2 separate regions of the Gossypium hirsutum genome follow, and region 1 is linked to region 2. A link is a contact called in public Hi-C data. All regions are on one chromosome and are shown on one strand. The core of a region is the stretch at or near the end of the contact, and the rest is flanking DNA. Distances in the headings are between cores, read along the strand shown. Region 1 has its middle 19 kb from the start of LOC107962917. Region 2 holds the start of LOC107942303 (homeobox protein knotted-1-like 3).

What was found. A called contact is a pair of places that touch in the nucleus more often than the background predicts.
Region 1: a Hi-C map of leaf shows a contact between it and region 2, with 3 times the contacts expected there. The contact joins the enhancer-like site here to the promoter of LOC107942303 in region 2. A contact is called at or near these places in 22 of 34 Hi-C or Micro-C datasets (anther, callus, fibers and 5 more).

Annotation. Positions count from the first base shown.
Region 1 is chrD06:24,065,347-24,068,386 of Gossypium_hirsutum_v2.1, forward strand. No RefSeq gene overlaps it. Among protein-coding and RNA genes, the nearest start is that of LOC107962917, 19 kb to the right of the region's middle. Within about 2 kb of position 1,320, at least 4 of the 9 cell types and tissues checked have an H3K27ac peak or open chromatin away from gene starts, as enhancers often do. A contact at or near this core is called in hypocotyl and leaf, where this site is marked.
Region 2 is chrD06:23,991,811-23,995,210 of Gossypium_hirsutum_v2.1, forward strand. LOC107942303 (homeobox protein knotted-1-like 3) reads right to left here and starts at 1,518. Exons shown (of 6, transcript XM_016875950.2): 1 at 458-1,518. The coding sequence starts at 1,159.

The sequences.
Region 1 (3,040 bases), core at 70-2,569, 73 kb after region 2:
CCTTCTTCCTTATACTTCAACTTTTTATATATTATAGAAATAAATATTAAAATTATATATGAACTTTAACTTAACGTGCAATGTTCATATATGAACATTAATTTAGGTCAATTATACGCATAAACCTCTTCTTTTTTATTCAATTATACGTATGAAAGTTTTATTGTGATTTAATTATACACATTTATAATATATATAAATCTATTTTTTTTAAATTTATATTTAAAACATTGCACATTGGTTGTCAGTGACTTCAAAAAACTAAACAAAAATGTATTTTTATATTCGCACAAAAATCTAAACTTGTGTATCATTATCCGTTTAATTAAAGTTAATGTATAGTTTTAAAATTTATAACATCAAGTGTAGTTAATTATAATTCCTAGGGTGATTACATCAAATTGTATAAGGGTATGAACTACAAAGTTTATACATCTAAATAACCTATAGGTAGAATTAAATATTACAAAGTATAACACAAACATAACTATAACTTACATTGGATCAAAATAACTTTGGACAACATATAAAAAGTCCATACATAATTTACGCAGTGTGAAACTCAAACCTAATCACTTAAAATCTCAACTTTTGTTAACATCGTCAAGATCTCATTGACATTTTTTTATTTCTTATTTTATCATTGAAAAGAAAGCATTGCACATGGTTTATACAAGACATTGAACAATGACCAAGTGATAAGGGTTTGATGCCTCTTAAGTAAAATATCAAGTTTGAAACTTGTGGATTTTAAAATTTAAAGGGTTTGCCTCACTTTTAGCATTTGACTTACAAATTTAATTGAGATCCAATATAATTACGAAAAAGTATAAGACAAAAGAAAAAAGGTTCAATATATTATTTGGTACCTAAGTTTAGCTTCAATACTCAATTTAATATCCAGACCAAATATCATTATGTAGCCAATTAACATTTGATAGTATGCTCCAATAAAAATATCATATGTACTTAATTAGGACAAAAAAAAACTCAGGTATCAAAATTGAATATTGAAGTGAAACTCAGGTGATTAATTGGGACAAAGAAAAACTCAAGTAACAAGTTGAACATTAAGCCAAACTCGGGTGCTAAATTGGGAAAAAACTCGTGTATCAAATTGAACATTATAACCAAAAACAGGTACCAGAAAACATATTAACCCAAGAAAAAACTTTTGGAGGAGTGAAACTTTCGGGACAACATCAAGCTGTCCGAATAGTTAGTGAATGGTTTATTAACGAACACGTGTCGAAACCTAAAGAGTCAGGTGCAACCCGGCCTAGGTATCGTGGAGCATCCTTAACGCAGAAATGACGTGGCAGTCAACATCAACCAATAGGAAGTCGTCACGCTTATCCATTGTCAATCACTTGCATGGACCCACACGCTTTATGGTAATGATGTTCTAGTAATTTCGATAATCAAATAAAATCCTTCCTAAAAATATACAAATTTAAAAAACAATAAATTTATTTCAGAAATAAAAACAATCAATAAATAATAGTGAGAATTTTATCTAATTAAGTAAGTTGAGATGTTTTGGATCTAATAAATTTAGGTTTTAAATTTATTTTTGATTAATTTTGGATTTGGGTAACGAATGATTTAGAGTTGTTCTAAGTTTGGGTCCTTCGAATTTGAAGCTTGAGTTTTTTATTTGAGTTTTTTTAAGGCTTAGTTTAAAAATGTTTCTTAAAAGTATTTTTGGAAAAAAATATTTTTAAAGAGAAACAAAAATTTTCAATTTCTCAAAAAAATGCTTTTAGACTAATTTTTTTTTATTTATGAGAAGTACTTTTTTTTTCTCAAAAAGTAACTTGTTTAAGAATGCTTTTGTCTCAAAAATGCTTCTTAGAAGTAATACTAAACACACCCGAAGTTTTGACCGCTTTGGGATTAAGTCATTTTAAATTATTTGTTTAGGTCATTGTGATTTCGTTAGTTTTTGTTTAAATTATTTCGAGTTTTAAGTATTTTGAGTTCAAATTATTTTTGGGGGATTGATCAATTTTTAAATTTAGATTAAATTGTTTCGAATTATTGACTCTTTATAATAAAATTAAATTGGGTTAAATTTAATTTTATACTAAGTTAAATTCATGTTAAAATAGATTGCAATAAAAATTGTATATAACAAAATTATTAGAAAAATATTTTTTTATTGAATACCATTTAAATTTAATTAAGATATTAAACTCCACAAACAACAACATAATTAGAAAACCTGTTTGTGTTCTTGCATTATGTTTAAACTTTGAAAAAGGAAAAAAACTTATATTAGAAAAATAATATTTAATAAAAATACACTAGACAACTGAGATTTTTTTCTATATATATATATATATATATATGAAATAAAAAAGATTAATTAGCAAAACAATTGAGGTTGTAGATTAATTAGTAAAATGGTAGAATAATATTGTTTAGAATTAAAAATGGGCAAATATCATAAATAGTCCATTTATATTATCAAACTTTCCTAATAATTAATTTTAATTAGTTTTATTTTTTTTTCTAGTTTCAATACAATATCGATAGATTTCAAGTGTCAGACTTTGATGAGAGGTACAAGATTATGTCATGAGATCAAATTTTATTATTATGATTGAGTTTTATTGCTTACGTGTATAAAAAAAGTAGAAAAACAAAAACACCCTTATAACAATATAACTTATATAAATGGTATTTTAATAATTTATTAACTGAGTTGATGTTTAGTTAACTTATTGCACCAATTCAATCATGGACTTAACATAAACTAGTATACCTATTGTACACGTATGCATGGAGAAATCACATATTTATAATATAAGTATGTATTTAAAAATAACATATAACAAATAATAAAATGTATGTTCTGGAACTAATAATAACACATGTAATATGTATGAAATTTGTTTTTAAAAAAAGGAAAAATTTAGTTTAAATTGTGAGTAAAAAGAAATTACATAGGTAAACACATCATATTAAAAATAGTAAATGAACTCAATCATTTATCATGATCTTGTCATTTGTCTATAGCATGTCAAAAAGTTATCAT
Region 2 (3,400 bases), core at 268-2,767:
TCAGGGGCTGGCGCCCAAAATTGTGAAAAGCAACTTAATATTTTAAAGAGGAATACTTATTTATTTGGTCTTCTAATTTTATAAGAAATTATTTTAGTCCATTTTTTGTCTCTTTTAAATTTTAATTTTATAAATCATTCTAAAAATGAACGAATGAAAAAAATTAAAAGTCTAAGATATACATGTGAATCACCAGAATTAGAATTGAGAAAAAAAACTAAAATAATTTATTTTATAAAATTGGACGATGAAATAAATCTTCTCTTAAAAATTCTCATCAATCTTTTGTTGGTAATTTTAAAAAATAAAATAAACCTGATTCTAGTGGGTGATTAATCACAAATGTTTTCCAAAAGAGCAATAAAAAGTTCATAACTTTTAAAACCGAGAAAGGCAATTAAATTCTTTTTCATTTGCCACTGGGAATAAATTAGCAATTTGTGTAGTAGTAGCTTACCATGAACTGATCGAGTTCTTTGTCGTCCGCAACCAAGCCCTGGGCTGCGCCGCCGAGAGCGGAGTACTTGGCCACCACGTGCTGCGACTGATCCAGCTGAGCGTCAATCCTCGGGAGCTGGTCCACCGGCGTGGCGATCCTAAGACACGACACGTGCGCCGACAGTAGCTGCTCGTACAAAGGGTGGGCTAATATCTCTGCCTTGCACCTCGTATTTTGCCAATTCACCGCCGCATCTCCTCCGCTTTGCACCACGACGCCTTCGCTCTTGTTCATGGTCTCGCTGTTGCTGTTCTTCAATTCCCCAGATTCCACGGCGACCATGGAGTCCCCACCACCACCTCCTGCTGCTGCTGCTGCGGTGGCCGCCACGTCTTCGATGACATCGCTGTGGTTGCGTTGAAGAAGCGAAGACGACGAGCGCGATAGCCACCGGTTCGGGGCTTGGTGACCCGCGGCGGTGGAGTCTGAAACAGTTTCCGCAATATGAAGGTTGAGGAAGCTCGGGTGATCAGAAAAATGATCACCGTGGGGCTGCGGTGGTGGCTGAGTCTGCTCCGAACGGAGGAGGGCGGCGTTTAACCAATTGGGACCGCCGGTTTCCGGAAATTGCGCCGGTTGTCGTTGGTGGTGGTGGTGGTCGGCGAAGTGAGGATGGAGAGGAAGGTCTTGGGAGGAAAGGTGGTTGTGGTGAAACGACATGAATGTAGCCAAATCGACTGCGCCTGGATGATTATGGATTCATGGTTGTTTTTATAGAGAAATTTGTATTATTGAAGCATAAGTGAAAAAGGTAAGAAATTATTACGAGTACTGAGTTACTGTAAGAAACGTGTTTGATGGGAGAGTTTTGAGAGAATTGGAAAAGTATGGTTTTGAAGGAGAAGCTATTTTCAGGTCAAGAAATCTTGCTTATGTAATGAGAGGCCACTCTTTTCATTTTTTCCTTATTTTAATCTCTATTATGAAAAATGGTGGAAGGAGGTGAGGGGGACCGAGACCTTTTTTATGCATTAGAGGCCAAAACTAAAGTGTCCCTGTGTTGATTTGTGACAATTTTAAGGTTGGGTTCCTATTAATTTAAATATTAAACTCTTTGCTGTTGTAATATTGAGGTTAGATTTTGTTATATGCCTAGGTTCTACGTTGATTTCATACCTTTGTAATTTTCAAATTAAATTTATTAAAATTTTCTATTTTATTTCCATATATTACTTATAGAAATATGAGTCAATAGATTTAACGGCCACATTTGTGTCAAAACGAAAAATTTCAAAGTTTGAAAAATATAATGACTAAGAACGATCTACGACTTTACGCATTGCACAAGACTAAACGCGGAATTTAACTATTACCTTTTGGATTACGATTAAAATTTTGAATTTCGAAAAACATGAAGACTAAAATTGATCAAATTAAATTCACAATATGCAATACTTTGAACCAAAAGTTCAACAATTAGTCTCTAAAGTAAGTAGATATATGTACTGATTATTCAAAATAACTATATAAAATGGATAAAGTAAATTTTGTAATCTTTTTCACCTTGGTTTTAAAATTTCTTTTGCTCTACATTAGTCTCAAACTTGACAATTTTTCTCAATTTATTCCACGAACTTGAATTTAGTTAAAAGTATGACGATGTGCTATTAAAAGGATATAAATTTTGTAGTATTATACAAACATATCTTTACAAAATCCAAATTTTTTTGTTACTTTATCCTTTTATAAAAGATTGGTTGGAGATCAATAATTGAAAGCCAGTATTTCTTGTTTTATTAGGAAATGTTTTATAATCTCCAACACATTCAAAAATGTCATAGTAGTTATAGCATTTAGGTAACTTTGAATATATATTTTTAAATCATTTGTCACTATAGCATAGGCTCAACTGGTAGATTAAACCATGATTTTGATATTTTTATTAAGTTTTAAATTTAAAATTTAATTTCTATAATTTAAATTAGATGTTTTGGTCCTTCTACTTTTAAAATGTAATTCAAATTGACATGTTTTGATACTTCTACTTTTAAAATGTTATAATCATCTTGTTATAATGTAAATTTTATTGGATTATGTTAATTGACTTTGATTTTTTTTAAATATGTTTAGATATGTTATTAGTCCCTATATTTTGATAAAATTTGAAATTTAGTTCCTATATTTAAAAAGTTATTAAGTCTGACTCTTCTAATTTAAACATCTTAGTCCAACATTAACTTTGTTACTATTCTTTGTTAAAATTTGTCAATTTGACATAGTAGTTACGTTGCCTTCATAAGATGTGATATATCATTGACGAAAAATAAACATGTTAACAAACTTTGACAAAAACTATCAACAATAATAATGATTGAACTAGGATTCTCAAATAGTACAAGTAGGAGGATTGAATTTTAACTATAAAAGTACAGGGGAAAGATCACAAATTTTGATACACAGGCAGTACAACAAAATATTGATAATGTTAACAATATGAACTACCTAAATATTATAAATATAATTAAATAAAATTATACTGAATAAAAGTACAAATACAAAAATCCTAAATTTTAGCATTGTAGAGGAACCAAAAATTAAATTTTGCATAGTATTTAAGATTTATTATTTGATACACAGGTGGTGGAGTTTTTTTAGCTTTAAAAACGAGATTAAAAAACTATCATGTGTCATTTATATGTGGGTTAGTATCTGATACACCAGCAATGTATTTTTTTATTCCATAAGTAGCTCTAAAAAATTGACATGTGTTTTTTTAATATTTATTTTTAAAAATTATACTATACTCTTGTAAGACACTTACCAACCTCTTGACACTACTTGGAGTTTAAAAAATCCAGTGCAGTATACCTTTTTTTTTTCCATAACCAACTTTAAAAAATTGTTATATAGTTTTTTTCTTAAATATATATTTTTAAAATATTTTACTATACCCCTATAAGC